2 separate regions of the Sus scrofa genome follow, and region 1 is linked to region 2. A link is a contact called in public Hi-C data. All regions are on one chromosome and are shown on one strand. The core of a region is the stretch at or near the end of the contact, and the rest is flanking DNA. Distances in the headings are between cores, read along the strand shown.

The links. A called contact is a pair of places that touch in the nucleus more often than the background predicts.
Region 1: a Hi-C map of skeletal muscle shows a contact between it and region 2, with 2.7 times the contacts expected there. The contact joins the promoter of ZNF703 here to the promoter of ERLIN2 in region 2. A contact is called at or near these places in 1 of 5 promoter capture datasets (liver), 9 of 47 Hi-C or Micro-C datasets (brain, embryonic fibroblasts, fibroblasts and 3 more) and 2 of 2 datasets of contacts at active chromatin or transcription factors (alveolar macrophages and skeletal muscle).

What each region holds. Positions count from the first base shown.
Region 1 is chr15:48,695,375-48,698,074 of Sscrofa11.1, forward strand. It overlaps ZNF703 (zinc finger protein 703), which reads right to left and starts at 1,265. Exons shown (of 2, transcript XM_003133370.5): 1 at 805-1,265. The coding sequence starts at 1,047. It overlaps LOC110256999 (a long non-coding RNA gene), which reads left to right and starts at 1,399. Exons shown (of 2, transcript XR_002339108.1): 1 at 1,399-1,530; 2 at 2,318-2,700.
Region 2 is chr15:48,660,264-48,662,963 of Sscrofa11.1, forward strand. ERLIN2 (ER lipid raft associated 2) reads right to left here and starts at 1,343. Exons shown (of 11, transcript NM_001143706.1): 1 at 879-1,343. The coding sequence starts at 985.

The DNA of each region.
Region 1 (2,700 bases), core at 15-2,514, 35 kb after region 2:
GGCGGAACTGCGCTAACCCTGCCGGCCGGTGAGATCCCTCGCTCTCGGTGTCCCCGGAGTGCGCCACCGGTCCCGGGAAAAGAGCAGTGGAAGTAGTCTACCAAAGGTGACTTCTCTGGAGTCAGGGCTGAGGGAGGGCCTGTAACTCGCCCCCTGCCCTCGAATCTCCCCCTAGTCTATGCCCAGGGAAAAACTTATTGCTTCAGTTTGGGTAACTTCGCTTAGGACGGGTTTCAGGCGGTGGCGCCGCGGGGTAGAAGCCGGGAAAAGCGCGTTCTGAAGCTAGGGCTGCCGTTGGCGCTCTCTTGGTAGCCCCTCCCTCCCGGGGAGGGCACCCAGGGAAGTGGGAGGAAGAAAGACCTGGGATCGGGAGTGCCGGGGCGTAGTGCGCTCTAACCGGATGGGACAGAGGCGGAGCAGGACCGGGCCGATCCGGCTTCAAAGAGAACAAACCCGGGTAGAGAGAGGTGGGCGGGAGAGGCCCAGGAGAGATCTTCTCCGGCCTGGAAACTGGGTGGCGAGGAAAAGTAAAAGACCCAGTGGAGACTCCAAGAGCAAACCCAATCCGGGAGAAAACATGTAGCTCCGAAAGGCGAGTGTGGAAGGGGAACCTTTCCGGAAAAGCCCAGGGAGAACCGTGTGGGCTCTGATCCCTCTGTTCTCCGTCCCTTCTCACACCGTCCGCCAGTGTGGCCGGACCTGAGCGTCGCACCGAGCCCCAGGGCGCAGGGAGCAGGGCCGTGGGCCCGGCAGTGGTGGGCGGAATGGGGCCGGCGCTGGACTGGCAGCGACCAGTCGACTGACCTCAATGGGGCTGACGGGAGTGGAGGACAGCGGCTGCAGGTACTCCGGATGCAGGAGGTGGCCGGTGTGCGCGCTCAGCATCTTCAGGACCCTGATGGGGAGCCGGTTTGCCTGGCGCAGGGGGTCCGCCGGGGGCAAGAGAGACACCGCCGCCGGCACCGCCGGCCTCTTCCCGCCTCCGCCGCTACCGCTGCCGCTGCTTTCGGGTGTCCTTGGGTTAGATCCAGCGGGCGAATCGCTCATTTGGAGGAGGCAGCGCCACTGGGGGGGCGGGGAGGGAGGGGGAGCACCGGGGAGGCGAGCTCCCGCGGCGGGTGGGCTCGCTCCGCAGCGCCAAGCGCGGTGCAGCAGCCGCTGCGCCTCCACCCCTCCTCCACCGACGCCACCGCCGCCGCTGCAGCCGCCGCCGCCGCCGCTATTCCCGGCGAGCAACACAAAAACCTTCGCCTTCCGCGAGCCGCACGTCAAATAGCCGCGATCGGCAGCCACACTTCAAAGGGATCGCCGCGGCCGCCCAATCGCAGCTCTCGCCGGGACCCCGGGGCGGGGAGAGCGGCGGGCGGAGGCCGGCGCCGCCGGTGGGCGGGGAGAGCCTTAAAGGGGCCTCGCCTGCGCGCGCCTCTCCCGCCTCGGCCTTTACCACTCTCCGCACTCCTCCCCTCCCCCCAACTGGGCCACCCCTACCCTGGGGTCCCGGAGAGCAGGGGACTTCTCCGTGACCCCAAGGTCTGCGCCCTGTCTTTCGCTAGCTTCCCTATCGCTCTGTTCTCTCTCCCTTCGCACCGCGGGGAGTTGGTGCTGGCGGGGGCAGTCACCCTCAGGCCGTGTGTGTTTGGGGTGGGGTGGACTGGGGTGGGGGTGGGGTAGGAGCTCCCGGCGTTGGCTCTCTTACAGTCAGGTCCAAGCCTCTCCCCGAGGCGGCCTGGGGGCGGGCCGTGCCTCGGGAACCCAGCTCTGCTGCGGCCCTGCTCAGGCTCTGCTCAGGCTCAGCTCCGGCTCCGCTCCGGTCCAGCTCTCTTCCCCTAATTGGCTTCTCCCGGGTGGGCTCATTTGGAAGCGCTCGAGACCCGGAGGCAGCAGCGGTTCTCGGGATGCGGGGTAAAGCGCTCCAATAACTTTGAGCCAGTCCTGTCCGAAGCCTGCAAGTTTGAGGACTCCCTTAGGGGGTGAAATGATTGCGATAAGGCGCTGTTCCCTAGGTTGTGCGCGCCGCCGGCGCACAGATTTATAGGTTCGATGTTTTTGAGTGTGTTTTCAGGTTTCTTACAATGTCCTGCTTAGAGGCATAAAATTCTCTCACGGCACAGAGCCTTGCTGCTATTTGGGGGTTGGGGGAATCTAAGTGCTGCACCCGGATACAAACTCTAGAGATGCGTCCCCCACATGTTTTCTTCTCTCGGGGCTGGGGAGGGGGTAAATTTCCCAGGGAAATTTCGGAGTTAAAAACTTTGTATTAAAAATAACAGTATTCTCCTCTACTCCACCTCCTTCCCCTGGTGCCTTTCTAATAAAGTTTGCATTGCCAGCCTCGCACCGGGCAGAGATTTTACATAGACCTAATCTCGACATCATTAAGGTTCCCTGCCTGCGGATCAGAAGGTGAACCTGGGTCTTTGTGCTCTGGCCTCCGGGGAGACCACTTCGCCGTGCTCTCAGCGACCAGTGGAGGCGCGCTGGTGTCACTGCCTCGCTTGGAGTACCACTTTCCCAGCTCGAATCCATCACTCCGATTGTCAGGCCTGTCACTCGGGGCATATTGCTCCAGGACTACCCGTCCCTGACTCTGCTGCTCGTTGATCAACGCCCTGCGATCACATGAGAACCAAGACGGGGATAGATGATTTCAAAGGGGTCCTTCCAACAGAATGAAACAACTGTCATGGAAATAACAAATAG
Region 2 (2,700 bases), core at 93-2,592:
ATCACAGGGCACAAATAAGAAGGGTTTGGTAAAGACTTAAAGCAAAATACTTGGTTAGGGAGGTTACTAAAAGGAAAGCAACTCAAGATTTATAAATGCCTCTTTATTAAGGCAAAGATGTATTTTTTTCCTTTTTATTGCTGCACCTGCAGCCTATGGAAGTTCTTGGACTGGGGTTCCAATCAGAGCTGTAGCTGATGGCCTATGTCACAGCCACAGCAATGCTGGATCTAAGCCATATCTGTGACCTACACCACAGCTTATGGCAACATAGGATACTTAATCCACTGAGTGAGGCCAGGGATCGAACACATACCCTCCTGGAGACTATGTTGGGTCCTTAACCCAGTAAGCCACAATGGAAACTCCAATAAAGATACATTTTTTTTTAAAAGAGTAATGAAATAAAGTGACCATAATGGGTTACTGTAAGAACCTAGAGTTTGCCTTGATGGATGTGAATCAACCTGCAGTCTCTTTCATTTTTCCTGAAATGTCAATTTTCAAGAATAGGTCTAAATTACATCAAGAACTGGTCCTCATTAGAGGTAAGCTTGTGGCACCAAGATGCCTAGAGAGAAGTAGGAGCAAACACTGTTTCAGATGATCTTCAAGGAACCTGCTTGCCTTTAGGTTTTATCTCTAAGTCTCTATAAATGTTTATCAATCACCATCCATGGCATCAACTTAGACCACTAAGTTTTACTTTCATGTATGTATTTGTGTGTGTGTTACTTCCCTCCCCATGGCCACTGACACAAAAGCTCATTCTAAAATCCTCCCCTATTCAACAAAATACAAACAGAGATAGCAGAATCTGTTAAACATTGACTTGGGAAGAGTCATTTAACAGGAAATTGCGCCTGCTGCTGCCTTACCTGTAATACACCCCAATATGCCCCTCTTCTATCTTGTGCACGGCTGAGAAGAGAGATGCACAAAAGAAACTGGCAGCCACAGCCACAACTGCTCCCAACTGAGCCATCAGTGAAAGTTTATCCTGGGGAAAAAGAACGGGAAAACGTGTGCCGTCCGACTTGAGGGAGAAAAGCTCTGACCCTGAGAGCACCTCTCCAGGCTGGGCGCTTGAAAGTGGTTCCCATCCAGCCCATAGTAGTATGAACAGAGGCTAGATCTACACCTCTCCTCATCCCTGCTCTCAGTCGACACTCCCATCCATTCCTTAACTGTGGAATGATATTCCCCACCTCCTGGAAGAGGCAGTGACTCCAGAAACAGCCCTGGCCCAAGGGAAAACCAGTGCAAGTTGGTCAGCGTTCAGAACACAGCCTTCTCTTCCTGTGAACACGAAGGGGCTGTCACCGGAGCCACTCATACTAGTAAAAGAGGAAGAGAAGCAGCTGCAGTACGTTGGCCCAAATTACAGAGCATGTCAAATGACAGGCAGTTGTGGCTGTGTAATTCTGGTCAGAGACTCCCAGTCCTAATTGCCTGCCATTTCAAAGGAAACCATTATTTACTCCTTTCAGATGCTGGAGCGACAGAGACAGCATACGAGCGGAGTTCCATGGCGGGATTCTCTGGCCTTTCATTCACTTTCCCAGTTATTCCTTTGGCCCTAAACAATGCAGGGCTCTGAGCAAGACTGAAGCCACACTCCCTCCCATATGCTTGACCGGTGCTTTGCACCTGGCAGGTTCCGCAAGCTCATGGTGAGAGCAGAAAGCGGGTTCTTCAGGCTGGGGAGACTCTGGGCTCCGGCGTCCAACTGCATTCAGACACCAGGACGCGAAAGAGCTGGCATCCAGGGACTCATTTCCTGAACACTGAACGATCTGCAAAAACTAGGGTAACTGACAGCGAGGTTCCCAATCGGGGTGCCGGGGCCCACCCGCGCAGGGCGTGGACTCTGCCTCCTGGGTCTAACTTAACTCGGGCGCAGACGTCTGCGAGGCGCTTATTTTACCGTGTGGCCTCCAGCTACCGATCTGCAGCTGCGTCCTTTCTACAAAAGCCCTTCCCTCCCCCGAAGTCACCCCCGCCCCACCTCGCGCTCCTTCCCTGCCCTTTTTGGAGAGAGGGTCGCAAGTCCCAAGAGCCCTGGGTCGGGGCTGGAGGCTCCGAGAGCCTCCGCTCCGTCCCGCCTAGGGGCTCGCGGGAAATGGAGGGGACAGAAAGGGGTTGCTTTCTCGCTCCCAAGGGAGAGAGGATGCTGTGCGAGGGCCTGGGAAAACGATGATCAGCTCCGGCCGCGAGCCGCAAGGAGGCCCAGCGCGCGCACTAAGAGGCGGGGGCCGCGTACCAGGCTGTCCCTCCAGGCGCTCCGTACTCGTCCGAACCCCAGTGCAACCGCAGAAGCCGCCACACCCCTCAGCGCGCTACTTCCTTCCGGGCCCGTCGCTTCGATGACGCCATTAGTTCACGCGAGAAGACCACACCCCTTCTCTCCCTAGTTCGCCAGCCCCGCCCCCGCGCTTCGAGAGGTCGTTGTCCGAGGATTGCCGCCAGAGGGCGCCCGTGACTCGGTCCCGGCGGTCAAGACGACCGTCAGGAATTTCTGGGGTGGGGGTGGTGCGGGCACCTGGAGAGTGACCCCAGGGGCAGCACCAGTGGCTGCGGGAGCTGAGAACGAGGTGTCACTTTCCCAGGCTTTGACTTTGGAGTTTGCTCTGGATTCCCTTCCAGATTAGGCCAAACCTGTTCCTATTTTTTCAGAGCAGGTTATCCTTTACAACCTTC